Regions from separate parts of the Ovis aries genome. Here region 2 is linked to region 1. Evidence: chromatin contacts called from public Hi-C data. All regions are on one chromosome and are shown on one strand. The core of a region is the stretch at or near the end of the contact, and the rest is flanking DNA. Distances in the headings are between cores, read along the strand shown. Region 1 holds the start of UTRN (utrophin). Region 2 overlaps UTRN (utrophin).

Region 1 (5,752 bases), core at 1,808-4,307:
AGGATATTTGCTTTATAATACTGTATTGGTTTCTGCCATACATCAGCATGAATCAGCCATAGGTACATACACGTCCCTTCCCTGTTGAACCTCACTCCCACCTCCCACCCCATCGCACCCCTCTAGGTTGTCACAGAGCCCTGGTTTGAGTTCCCTGAGTCACACAGCAAATTCCCACTGGCTGTCTATTTACACGTTAGTGTACGTGTTTCATGCTACTCTCTCCATTCATCCCACCCTCTCCTCTCCTGCCACCCCCATGTCCATAAGTCTGTTCTGTCTGCATCTCCATTGCTGCCCAGCAAGTAGGTTCATCAGTATCCTCTTTCTAGATTCCATATATATATAATGAAATATTACTCAACACCTTGCTTTTTAATACATTGTGTATTTCACGATGCTTCTGTTGTTCACAGAGGATCTGCATTTATATAATTTTGCATAAAAAGTTTAGTTGGAAAGCTTTCTTTTTGGCTCTTATGTTAGTATGCAGTTTCCTATATATGAACCATATCTATGTAGAATCATGTCTCTTGATATTATATATACCTACATATGCATATATCTTTATATAGAAATCTATCCACTATTCATATCATCATATTTTCTCCTATGTCAAGGACTTTATCCCCGAGACGTCAGTTCCGTTTTCTTGAATTTTCATGTTCTCGATGACTGCGGGGCAATTCAGAGTTTGGGTTAATGACAAACATGGGCCGCATTCCTATCACTTTTTCTGAATGTTCTACATCTACTTTGGGGTTGAGGGGACAAAACCCCATTACAGGCTTCTGTCCCTGCTGCATGGACTGCAGCTGGAATAATGTTGATTGCAGGTGCACTAACTGCTATCTGCGTCCTGGTGGTCTGTCTCCACTTTCCCCTCAACTCAGTTCTCAAGGTCACACTGGCTGCTCTATGGAGAGATAGTCCTCTGAGGACAAAGTCTCCAACTAACTGTGGTTTCTCTATTTACTGAGCAAACAGGGAGCAGGACCAGAGTGGGACTACTCGGTTATGCCATCAGCAGCAAGTTCTTTGGCCTCCATTGCTTATGTCCTGCAAAGAATATCTGTGTCTGGGTGAGAGGAGAAGGGCTAGAAACAGGCAGGGTCCCAGGTCCCAGGGAAGACACTGGAAACCCCTGAAGCTGGATGTCAGGGTTGGAGTTGGTCTCATATAGATGGTGCCTATTGTTTCATGTGTCCCCTTCCTTAGGGTGTTTTGGGAAACTTAACTAAACATCCCTCAGAGCTTGAAAACTCAGAAATTCTAGGTTCCCAAATGATTGTTTTTCTTCAAAATTTTGAGTTTAATAAATTTATCTTTGTGTAACATTTTGCAATTTGCAAAGTGCTTTTCAGTTACATAATTTTGAGTAATGAAATACTCAAACATTCCCAAGTGGTTTTATTTTAAAGGAGGAGATTTGAGTTTTCATTAACTCCACCAAGACACAGTGCATGACAAGTAGCTTTAAGAGTTTGTAGAATTATCAGTTAAAAGAAGCCCCAGTTTCCTGTGATATAGCCCGACTCAGAATGCATTTGATCTATCCTTTTCTTATAGCACTTATCACTGATCTTGCATATTCTTTTTCTTTTTTTTACTTGCCTTATCTCACTTAGTAGATTTGAATTCTTTAAAGCAACATCTCTGACAGATTTATCTGTGTATTTTTCACAGCACCAGTGAACCTGGCAGGCCCCAAATTGATGTTTGTAAAATGAATGAGTGAATGAAAGCAGATGATTAATTATACTTATTTCCTATTAATATTCTGGATTTTATTTGGCTTATGTGAAGAAACTCCACATAAAGGAAGGAGTCTAAGCTAGAGATTTTATAAGGAATACTGTCTTTCAGAATGCAACCCCCTCCACCCCACCCACAGACCTTTTACTCTATAACTAATAAAAGACTAGTGAATTCTTTCTGAAAAAACTGTTTAAGGCCCCTAGTGTTTGTCTTTACTAACTCAAAATTTGTTAACTCTCAAATATTAAACCAGCAACAAACCAGAGTTCCTTTTCTCATTGTTTATAGGAACTAGGAATTTAGGTTGCTGGTTTTTTTTTTTCCCCCCTCCCAAGTGTATTGATCATGTAAGAGAAACACAGGAACACACTGGGAATGAAATATGTAAACAAAAAAGCTTACACAGCACAAAGGCATTTCTTACCAGGTATTATTTTGACCAGCACCTTAGCCTTGAAACAGACTCTGTAACAGATGTTTAAGTGTGTATGTGTAGTGGAAAAATGGAAAAATAAGATCAGCGCAAACACTATTTGTATATATGTATGAACGAATGTAAAACGAAATTGTCAAGTTTTTCTTAATATTAAAAACGACACCAAGAAAATTATATAAATATACCCTTGGAACTAGGACCAAAAATTTGAAAACGTCAACACACTGAGACGGGGCGAATGGAGGGGCAAATGAGAATTCATTTCTCAAGGGAGGAAAACTGGAGACCGGGTTGGCCTGGGGTGGGTGTGACTCACATTTTCGGTTAATCTGAATAAACGGGACCAGGCAGCATCAGGCATCCATGCTAGCTCCGGGCTCTCAGCACGCACCGTCCGCTCCGGGTGCGCCGCCCCAGGCCAGCCGAGTGCCAGCCGGGCTGCTGCCTGCGGGGAGGGAGCGCGGGGCGGGCGCTGATTGACGGGGCGCGCGGTCAGGTGACCCCGGGCGCCACGTTCCCCGGAGCCCAGCCTGCGGTGGCCGCCTGGGCCGGGCCGGGGCCGAACCCGGAGCCGAGAGGACCTGATCTCCCGGAACAAAGTTGCCGGCCCTGCGGCAGCCGGGACGGGAGAGCCGAGGGGGGAGCCGGACCTGCTCGGCGCCCCTCTACTGGGGAGGACGAACCCGTGTGCCGGTACCGGAGCCGGTTCCCAGGAGGGCGAAGGCGCGCACCCCGCGGTCCTGCGCCCTCCCCGGCCTCCGGCGCTCCTTTCCCCGCTTCAACAAAGGGGCCGGCCGGCGGGCGGGTGAGGGGAGGAGGAGGAGCCGGGGGCGCGAGCCGCCGGCGCACGAAGTTGTGGAGTCGCCTTTCCTCGGAGGAGGGGAGCGGGCGGCCGCAGCGGCCCGCGGGCTTTCTCCCGCCGAGGGGCGAGGAGGAGCCTCCGGCTTCCAAAGCCGATTGGGGAATCGCAGGGAAAGGTGCCCCTCCACCCCTCACCCTCCGCCACCCTCCTTCGGGGTCATTTCTGCAGACGGAAAACTCTCCAGTGTTTGGCAAACTTGGTGCCTGCGCGCCCGTTCCAGGTTTGCAGTGGGACTGTTTTGTTTTTGGCGGAACTACGGGGCAGGAAGATTGCACAAGTTAGGGGCGTTTACAATCGAGTGTCCAAAAAAAATTTTTTTTTTTCTTTCGGATCTGGTCTGGTTTTCCATATTTCCTTAAAAAAAAAAAACAAACAACAAACAAACAAACAAACAAAAAACCGCACCACAAAGCCCACGTTTGCACACACACCCGCGATTACTACGCCTGAAACACATCCGAGGAGACCCGGGCCGGCTTGGGACTCGGCGGCGGCGGGCTGGCGAGGCAGCCCGCGGGGCATGGGAGCAGGTAAGTCCATGCATTATTGAGCCTCGGCCGGGTAATGTGACCACAGCCCCGGGACGCGGGACGTAGGCTGCGGGGAGGATGCAGTTTTCAGCGGCTCCGGTGCCCAGGATCAGCTTCCCGAGCTCCTTCTCAAGGCTGAGCCTAAGATGTAACCAACTTTTGCGTGCACTTTCCTTGGAACCTCAGTTCAGCTCCCCGCCCTGGGACAGGGAATGCCAGAAACGTGGGGGAGAGCTCGGGCTCGGAAGTCCTCAGAATCCGTGTAGTATTTCCTAAAGATCCGAACTCTTTCGACTGGTTCTGGGCAGCCTCTTGACTCCCTGAGTTTTTCTCCTGGCTGGGGTGAGAGGGTCCTGCCTCCGTGCGCTCTGGGCCAGTGATCTCCAAGAGGGGACGTGGCTTCCTAGGAGGGCCTGTCACACACACACACACACACACACACACACACACACCCCTCAGCCCCGGGAAGGCGGGGCCCCGGAGGTGTCCGCCAGGACCGGGTGGGGAGACGTTCCCAGCCATCCGCCTGGCAGGAAACGTGCTCGACCTCTGGGCCGTTGCTGCTCCCGAGGGTGGGGTTTTGGTGAGGTGACAAGGAGCGCTCAGTCGGTGAGTAGTCCCGCGCGATTGCGTCTTCTGGGGTCCCGGATCCTTGGCACATCTTGCAGCAATTGGTAAGGTAATTCATGTCCCTGTTTTGCTTGGGGTCCGAGGCACTGGTCGCTCAAGGCCCCTTTAGGAAACCGACACAGCACAGATTTTAGGCTGTGCAAGTTTTAGAAGGCATTCCGTTAAAAGTGGATTTTTTTTTTTTTTTTTAAAGCCAAGCCCCAGATTACGAAAGGGACTGATTCCAGGGTTGTTTCAAGGGGAGGAGAGAGTGTGCCCGGCTTGCAGGAGCCAGAAGACTCGCACTTTGTTTTCCACTGAACTGGGGATCCCGGGTCTAACCTGGGTCTCCCCCGCTCCCGGGATGCCCCGGGGAGAGTCTCCTCTTTGCCAGCCCCCAGGGTCACCTGGGCCCCGCGAGTTGTAACCCCTTGTGGGGGAGTGAACCGAGTTCTGGGAAGCCCGGATCCCCTGGGTCCGGGCGGGAGCTTGCTGCTCCTGGGAACCCGGCAGTAGCCGCATCTATTCCCTTGTAACTTGCATGGGCCTTGGGAGTCGGGTGGGCGCCTCTGGGCTGGTTGCTAGTGGACCCGGGGGACCCGGGAATCAGGCGACAGCGCAGGAATGCGGAGCTCCTGGGTTCTTCGGCCTCCAGAGCACCGGTGGGGCGAGGGCCATGGTTTACGCGGAGTCATTCCCCGCCCCCTGGACCAGTTTCTGAGACCTGAAGACTGCGCTTTAACTCTCCTTCAGGTGTTTACCTGGAACTGGTTGCCCCCGTAAATGGCATGAACCACAACAGTATGAACTTCCCTTGAAGCGCTTCCGAGAATGAATGGCAGTTCTTGGCACTGGGCGGTGTCTTACTAAGTTTCATACGGAGCCTCAAACTCTGGCCTCCGGGCTTTCCTTTCCACTATCTCTGGCATTCTTAGGATTAGGTAAAGGAATGAGTACTTTTCGCCCAAGGACCTACAGCATATTTCCATCATACTTGTACATTGTTAAACATGTTTGTATTCTTATGTCTTTTAATTTCCAAATTAAAAAAAAAATTAAAGCATGAGTTTTGCCTGTGAGGCCATCCCCCGTCCTTTTAACCCAGGTTTATTGTGGTGGCTTCTGGTTGCCTATGACAGCGAGAGAAGTTTTTGAAGAAAGAACTGGATTTAGAGTTAAGGGTATTGGTTTCAGTGAGAAAGAACTGGCTAAACTTTGCAGAACTTCATTTTGGGGAAACAGAACCTAGAGCAGAGGTAACAGTAAATTATAATTATAAAGCAATATGTCTTTCTTTTATTTGGTTTGTCACCTAGCTTGGTGTGGAAGATGGTAGTGTTTCCATAGTATATATGTGGACGTGGAGGGTCACACAGGCGCCTTGTGATGAAGCTATGATCCTGTCTTCCGGCAACCAATAATGACTTGCTGCCAAATGTTACTCAACCTGGAGATCCCTGCCAATTAGTGGCACAAAGTATCAGTCAGTGGCTATGGAACTGTTAAAATGGTCATTTGCAGTTCTCTGAATTTGCCTAGTCTTTCCTTGTACTCTGA
Region 2 (5,752 bases), core at 1,869-4,368, 190 kb after region 1:
AAAGACATGAAAGAAATAGAGGCTAACTTCCGAAGCTGTCCAGCTGCTGGAATCAAAACCTGGATGCAAACAAAGCTAGTTGACTGCCAATCACAACTGGAGAAATTTAGCAAGGAAGTAAGTTTTTCAGCTTAACCTGCATGTGAATTTCAAGGGGTAGATAATGGCTTCTCTTAACTGAATAATTTTATATCCCATCCAGACTGAAAACCAGTGATCTAGAATAACTATAGCATGGGTGGCAGGTTGGGGCAAGAATTGGATAACTTTTTAAATGAAGAGTGGGTACTGTTGTCCACTCTGCCCCTGGATGGGAATGAGCTTGATGTGTGCAATAAAGAACAAGAACATCATTGTAGCTGGAATAGAATGAAGGGAAGAGTTAGCAGGTTGGAGGGAAGGATTTGGGGTCAGGAGGTAAGTAGAGATGGGTTGTGTATTGCTTTTGAGACATAGGTTTTGAATTTTATTCCAAATATGATTTCACTTAGAAAGCAGAGGGTTTTGAGCAATGAATTGACATATGATAGATCCGTTAAGATCACTGTGGCTTCCTTGTGGATAATTTGCTCTATGAAAGCAAGAATAAAAGTGGGGAGAATACTTAAAAGGTTATTGCAGTCTTAGAGAAAGAAGATGGCCCCATGGACTAGGGAGATAGTGGTGGAGGTCATGGGAAATGTTAGGTTTGGACTAAATTTTGAAAGTGGAGATGGGAGTCTAGTAATAGATTAATGTGATATGAGAAAAAGTGAATAGTTAGCAACTGTTCTGGATTTTTGCGAAGCTTCCAGTTTGTGTAAATTGTGGTGCCATTTACTGAAACGGTAAAAAACTCAAGGAGAAGCTTTAGTGGGAATAGGTCAAGTGATGCTGCCCATACTGGGACTAAATTCAAAATTACAGTACGTGCAAATGGGGTTTCTAGCACTAATCAGCGGCCAAGGATGCTAAGGAGGAAAGGTTTGCCCCAGGGGAAATGCCAGAGGAGTAAGACCCCAAAAGCTGGGTGGAGAAAACTTTTCACAGATCAATGCTGAGCTGAGCCCAGTCAAAACTGGAAAGCACATTAGATGGAAGCTTTTGATGACGTTGAGAAAAGTGGTTCCAATGGAGTGGTGGGAAAGAAAGTCACACTGCAGAATGTTGAGGAGAGGAAAGGAGATGAGGTCCTGGGGCAAGGGTAACCAGCTTTGAGAATTTCTCTATTCAGGGGAACAGAGAAATGAGATTTGTACTAGAATGGAACTGTTTTTGTAATTATTTTTTTCAAAGATATTATTGAAAGTTTGCATGCCAAAAAAGATTTCACTTAGAAAGAGGAGATGATACAGAAGACTGAGAGAAGATAAAGACTGAAACAAAGTCTGTGGTTAGGCAAGAGTGGATGAGGTCCACCCTTCAAGTGAAAGAGCTCCTGTTAGGAGGTCCCTCTGTGGTAATGGATGGGGCAGCACCTGTAGGTACTGTAGAAATATGGTGTAGTGGTTTTCTTTTGATTGTTCTATTTTGTTAGTGAAACAATAGTGAGGTTGCATAGAGCTGGAGTGAGTGAGAAGGGATAAAAGAATGAGAAGAGAAAATGTGAAATGCGGGACTACTCTACAGACAGTCACATAGACAGTGTATATCCCTCAATACAGTGTTTTCTTATTTAATGTTTATATAAGAAAACTTTATATTTACATCCCTGAGTATTTTGTTTCCCCACAATTTCCTTATTTTGAGCAAGTTGAATTTTAAAGAAAAGTTAAAATTATGGTTGCGGGAAGAACCATAAACCACTCCTAAATTTGCCAATTCTGAGTGTCTTACCACATTTGCCTTTTCTCTTTCTCCCTCATCTCTTTACATATATATATATACATACCACCCACACGTATGCCTTTTTTTTTTTTTTGCTACATGTAGTTTTGACAGCAAGTTGAAAGTATTTTGACACTTCAGTCTTAAATACTTCAGCATGCTTCTTCCATGCATGAGGACAGTCTTCTACAAAAGTGCAATATCATTGTCACACTTAAGAAAATGCTTTCATAATATCATCTTATATTCTAGTCAAATTCAGACTCCTCTAAATGTGTTATAATTTGGTGATATATGCTTAAAAGTATTTTGAGGAAGTAAATAAGGAAAATGGTTTGGAAGTGATGATGAGGAGCAAGGAAGATGAGATAGATGGATAGAGTGATAGAGCCTTGATTGATAGATACATGTAGGTATTTAGATCTATTAATCCACTGATAGACATCTATGTATCTATCTATGTATATATGAGGGCAGAGGGAGAAGAGGGCATCAGAGGATGAGATGGCTGGATGGCATCACTGATGCAATGGAGATGGACTTGGGCAAACTTCAGGAGATGGTGAGGGACAGAGGCCTGGCATGCTGCAGTCCATGGGGTCTCAAAAGAGTCAGACATGACTGTGCAACTTAGTAGCAACAACAACATCTGTTTACATATATACATACATACACAAATGACAACATGGAATTAATTGTGAATTGCTATTGACTCAAAGTATGGGGATAAATGTATAGGAAAAATTTTTAAGTGTCTCCAGCAAGGAGGCAACGATGTGCTGTATGAGTAATTAGGTAAAGTTCTAAACTATTGTATTTCATTGAGTAGTAAAAAGGTTGAAGAAATTTTGGACAAACATCATGTTGCGAAATTTTTATTTTTCTAAGGAAGGACAGACATATAAAATCAATAAATAAAAACAGTCTGTTATATTCCCAATCTCATGAAAGGAAAAAGCATCTTAATGCCAAAATATAGAAAGTATATAATCGCAAAATAATTAATGATAACTTTGAGCTTTTCTTTTTTTGGGAAGTTTGCTACAGTGTCTTTATCTTTCTTACTTCTCTGAGGCTCCATGAAAATTGTATATAATTGACTAGTGTTTAGAAACTACTTGCGAAAAGAATCTGGGGAATGCGGGCCCCCGAAATCTGTGTTTCCTTTTTTTAAAGCTCACCAAGTTGAAGTGTTGCTCAGCAGGGCTGTGTGGGTTGCTGCCAGTAGGCTTTCTGAGTTCCATGTTGGGCAGTGAAATCCAAGCCCCTGTTTAGTGCCCGTCTATTTTTATGACCATGACCCTGTTTGGACAGTGGAACAGGAAAGCCAGTAAGTATTTCCCCCTTATTCTCATGAGAGCCATCCTATTCCTGTACTGCCCTTTCGTCACCATCAGTTTCACAGCCAACCAAGCCCTGGCAAAGTGACCAGTACCATGAGATTTCATTTGAGCGGGAGGTTGAATAGTGAAGTGAGTCCTGGAAGGTCTACATGGTCTGATATCTTCTTTCACAGCAGAAGTCAGTGTGTGGTTAGAGGGAGGATCTCTCTGAAGGGTGTTTTCAGGCTCCCTGAAATAGTTGACAAAGTTATTGAACCAGATTCAGACAAATACCTATTTTCTAATGTAACTTTTTTGTAGCTGGGTGGAGTATACCAGTAGAGCAGGTTATCAAAACCAAAGTTTTGTAAAGCACTGTTTTATGAATATCTTTAGTAGTAGTCTCCTCTTCCCTATCTTTTGAATTATGTTTTTATTTCCTTAGTTGTGGCTGTGTCAAATCTTCATGGCTGCGGGTTTTCTCCAGTTGTGGAGAGCAGGGGCGTCCCTGTAGTTGCAGTGCGTGGGCTTGCCATTGCAGTGGCCTCTCTTGTGGCAGAGCGTGGGCTCTAGGGATGTGGACTTTGTATTTATAGCACATGCATGTTGGCTGTCAGTGGTTGTGGCACACCAGCTTAGTTGCCCTGCGGCATGTGGAATTTTCCCAGACTTGTGACCCCTGCATTAGCAGGCACATTCTTAACCACTGGACCACCAGCGAAGTCCCTCTTCTCTGTTTTCTAAAAATGCTGTTTTAATGGGGAATCCTGTTAAGAAGGAGAAAATGGACATTTTGGCTGCTTCAGTTAATAGATTTCCTTGAGAGATATGCTTTTATTGATTTAAGTTAGAGTCCTTTGGTTGCATTTTCAAAATTATACTAGATATTTCCATATTACTATCCAAAATGTGATAGTGAATCCCAGCGATAATTGTTGTTTTCGTTATTTCTTCTATTCCACAGCATCAGGACCAAATGTATTAAGGGCTTCATCTGACTTTGAAATCTTGAGATTCTTGGTGGAAAGTTATTGCTCTTTTAGATATTAAAAACTAGAAGTTGACATTTAATGTATTAATATTTGTTTATTTGAGTGAATGACTTTTCCTTTGTAGATTGCTATTAAAAAGAATAGGTTGTCTGAAAGTCAGGAAAAAGTGGTGAACCTGAAAAAAGACCTGGCAGAGATGCAGGAATGGATGACGCAGGCAGAAGAGGACTACCTGGAGAGGGACTTTGAATACAAGTCACCAGAAGAACTCGAGAGCGCTGTGGAAGAAATGAAGGTGAGCCTGGGACAGTGAAGGTCACGGGGCTTTATATCTCATCTTCTCTGCTTAAAACCAGTCAGTCACTCATCTACCTAGCCTTAGAGGGTAGTATGTACATAAAATCTCTCACAGGAAAATTTCCATTTAAAACAAGTAGAAGGGCAGCTACCATTAATGATTTGGGTAGGGATAGGAAGCTGAGCGGAGAAGGCGATGGCACCCCACTCCAGTCCTCTTGCCTGGAGAATCCCATGGATGGAGGAGCCTGGTTGGCTGCAGTCCATGGAGTTGCGAAAAGTCGGAGACGACTGAGTGACTTCACTTTCTCTGTTCACTTTCATGCATTGGAGAAGGAAATGGCAACCCACTCCAGTGTTCTTGCCTGGAGAATCCCAGGGACGGGGGAGAGTCTGGTGGGCTGCCGTCTATGGGGTCGGACAGAGTCAGACGCGACTGAAGCGACTTAGCAGCAGCAGGAAGCTGAGACTCCATGTGTTGAATTTCGGCCATGAGTTGTGCCCATGAGGGCTCCTGACAGAGTCTTCTGCGTTAGAATCTTGAGGAGCTGCAGAGAATGACCCATTGACTGGCCTCAGTTTTATATTCACAATGTTGTGCAACCATCACCACTGTTTATTTCCAGATATTTTCAGGAAGAATTATTTTTCATAAGGAACAGGGGAGACTTACCCATTTCATTTGGGAGCTATCTCTATTTCACCAGCCATATTCTTCCAGCTAATACATAGGGCGCACATGAATACCAAACATTTTACTAGGGCAGGTAAGAGTAGTCATAGGAATATTGTCAAGGGATTCAGTGTCAGTTGGGTCCACAGGATGTATTTCTTGTAAACTTACATTCCTGTGTCAATAGCCTTGCCCAGTCTCTTTTTTATATATACAAAAGAGCTGGATATCATTCCCACATTTCTAACACTGTTTTTACTGTCCTTTAGTGTTGAAGCCAAAGGACAGAGTGTCTTGAAAGCTACTTTAAAAAAAAAAAAATGAGTTGCAGCTTGCCTATAAGTATAACAAAAGCAAAATGTCTCTGTGCAAATAGTTTTTTAAAGGATTATATTCTACCAATGCAAGGGAAAGGCTACCCACTCCAGTATTCTGGCCTGGAGAATTCCATGGACTGTGTAATCCATGGGGTAGCAAAGAGTCGGACACGACTGAGCAGCTTTCGCTTCACTTCACATGATTGCTTTACAATGCTGTGTTAATTTCTGCTGTTGTAGTTAGCACTCTTATTTCACAAAGTACTCTCTGCTCCAACAGGCAGTTAGAGTCATCTGGACATTTTAGTTTTGGTTTGGTTATTTTTTGAAGAAGAAATTGATTAC

The links. A called contact is a pair of places that touch in the nucleus more often than the background predicts.
Region 2: a Hi-C map of muscle shows a contact between it and region 1, with 4 times the contacts expected there. The contact joins the enhancer-like site here to the promoter of UTRN in region 1. A contact is called at or near these places in 3 of 16 Hi-C or Micro-C datasets (muscle and tail adipose tissue).

What each region holds. Positions count from the first base shown.
Region 1 is chr8:68,836,592-68,842,343 of ARS-UI_Ramb_v3.0, forward strand. UTRN (utrophin) reads left to right here and starts at 3,058. Exons shown (of 74, transcript XM_060419784.1): 1 at 3,058-3,586.
Region 2 is chr8:69,026,778-69,032,529 of ARS-UI_Ramb_v3.0, forward strand. UTRN (utrophin) reads left to right here. Exons shown (of 74, transcript XM_060419784.1): 25 at 1-117; 26 at 4,245-4,415. Among named protein-coding and RNA genes, the nearest start is that of UTRN, 190 kb to the left of the region's middle. Within about 2 kb of position 3,119, at least 1 of the 54 cell types and tissues checked has an H3K27ac peak or open chromatin away from gene starts, as enhancers often do. A contact at or near this core is called in muscle, where this site is marked.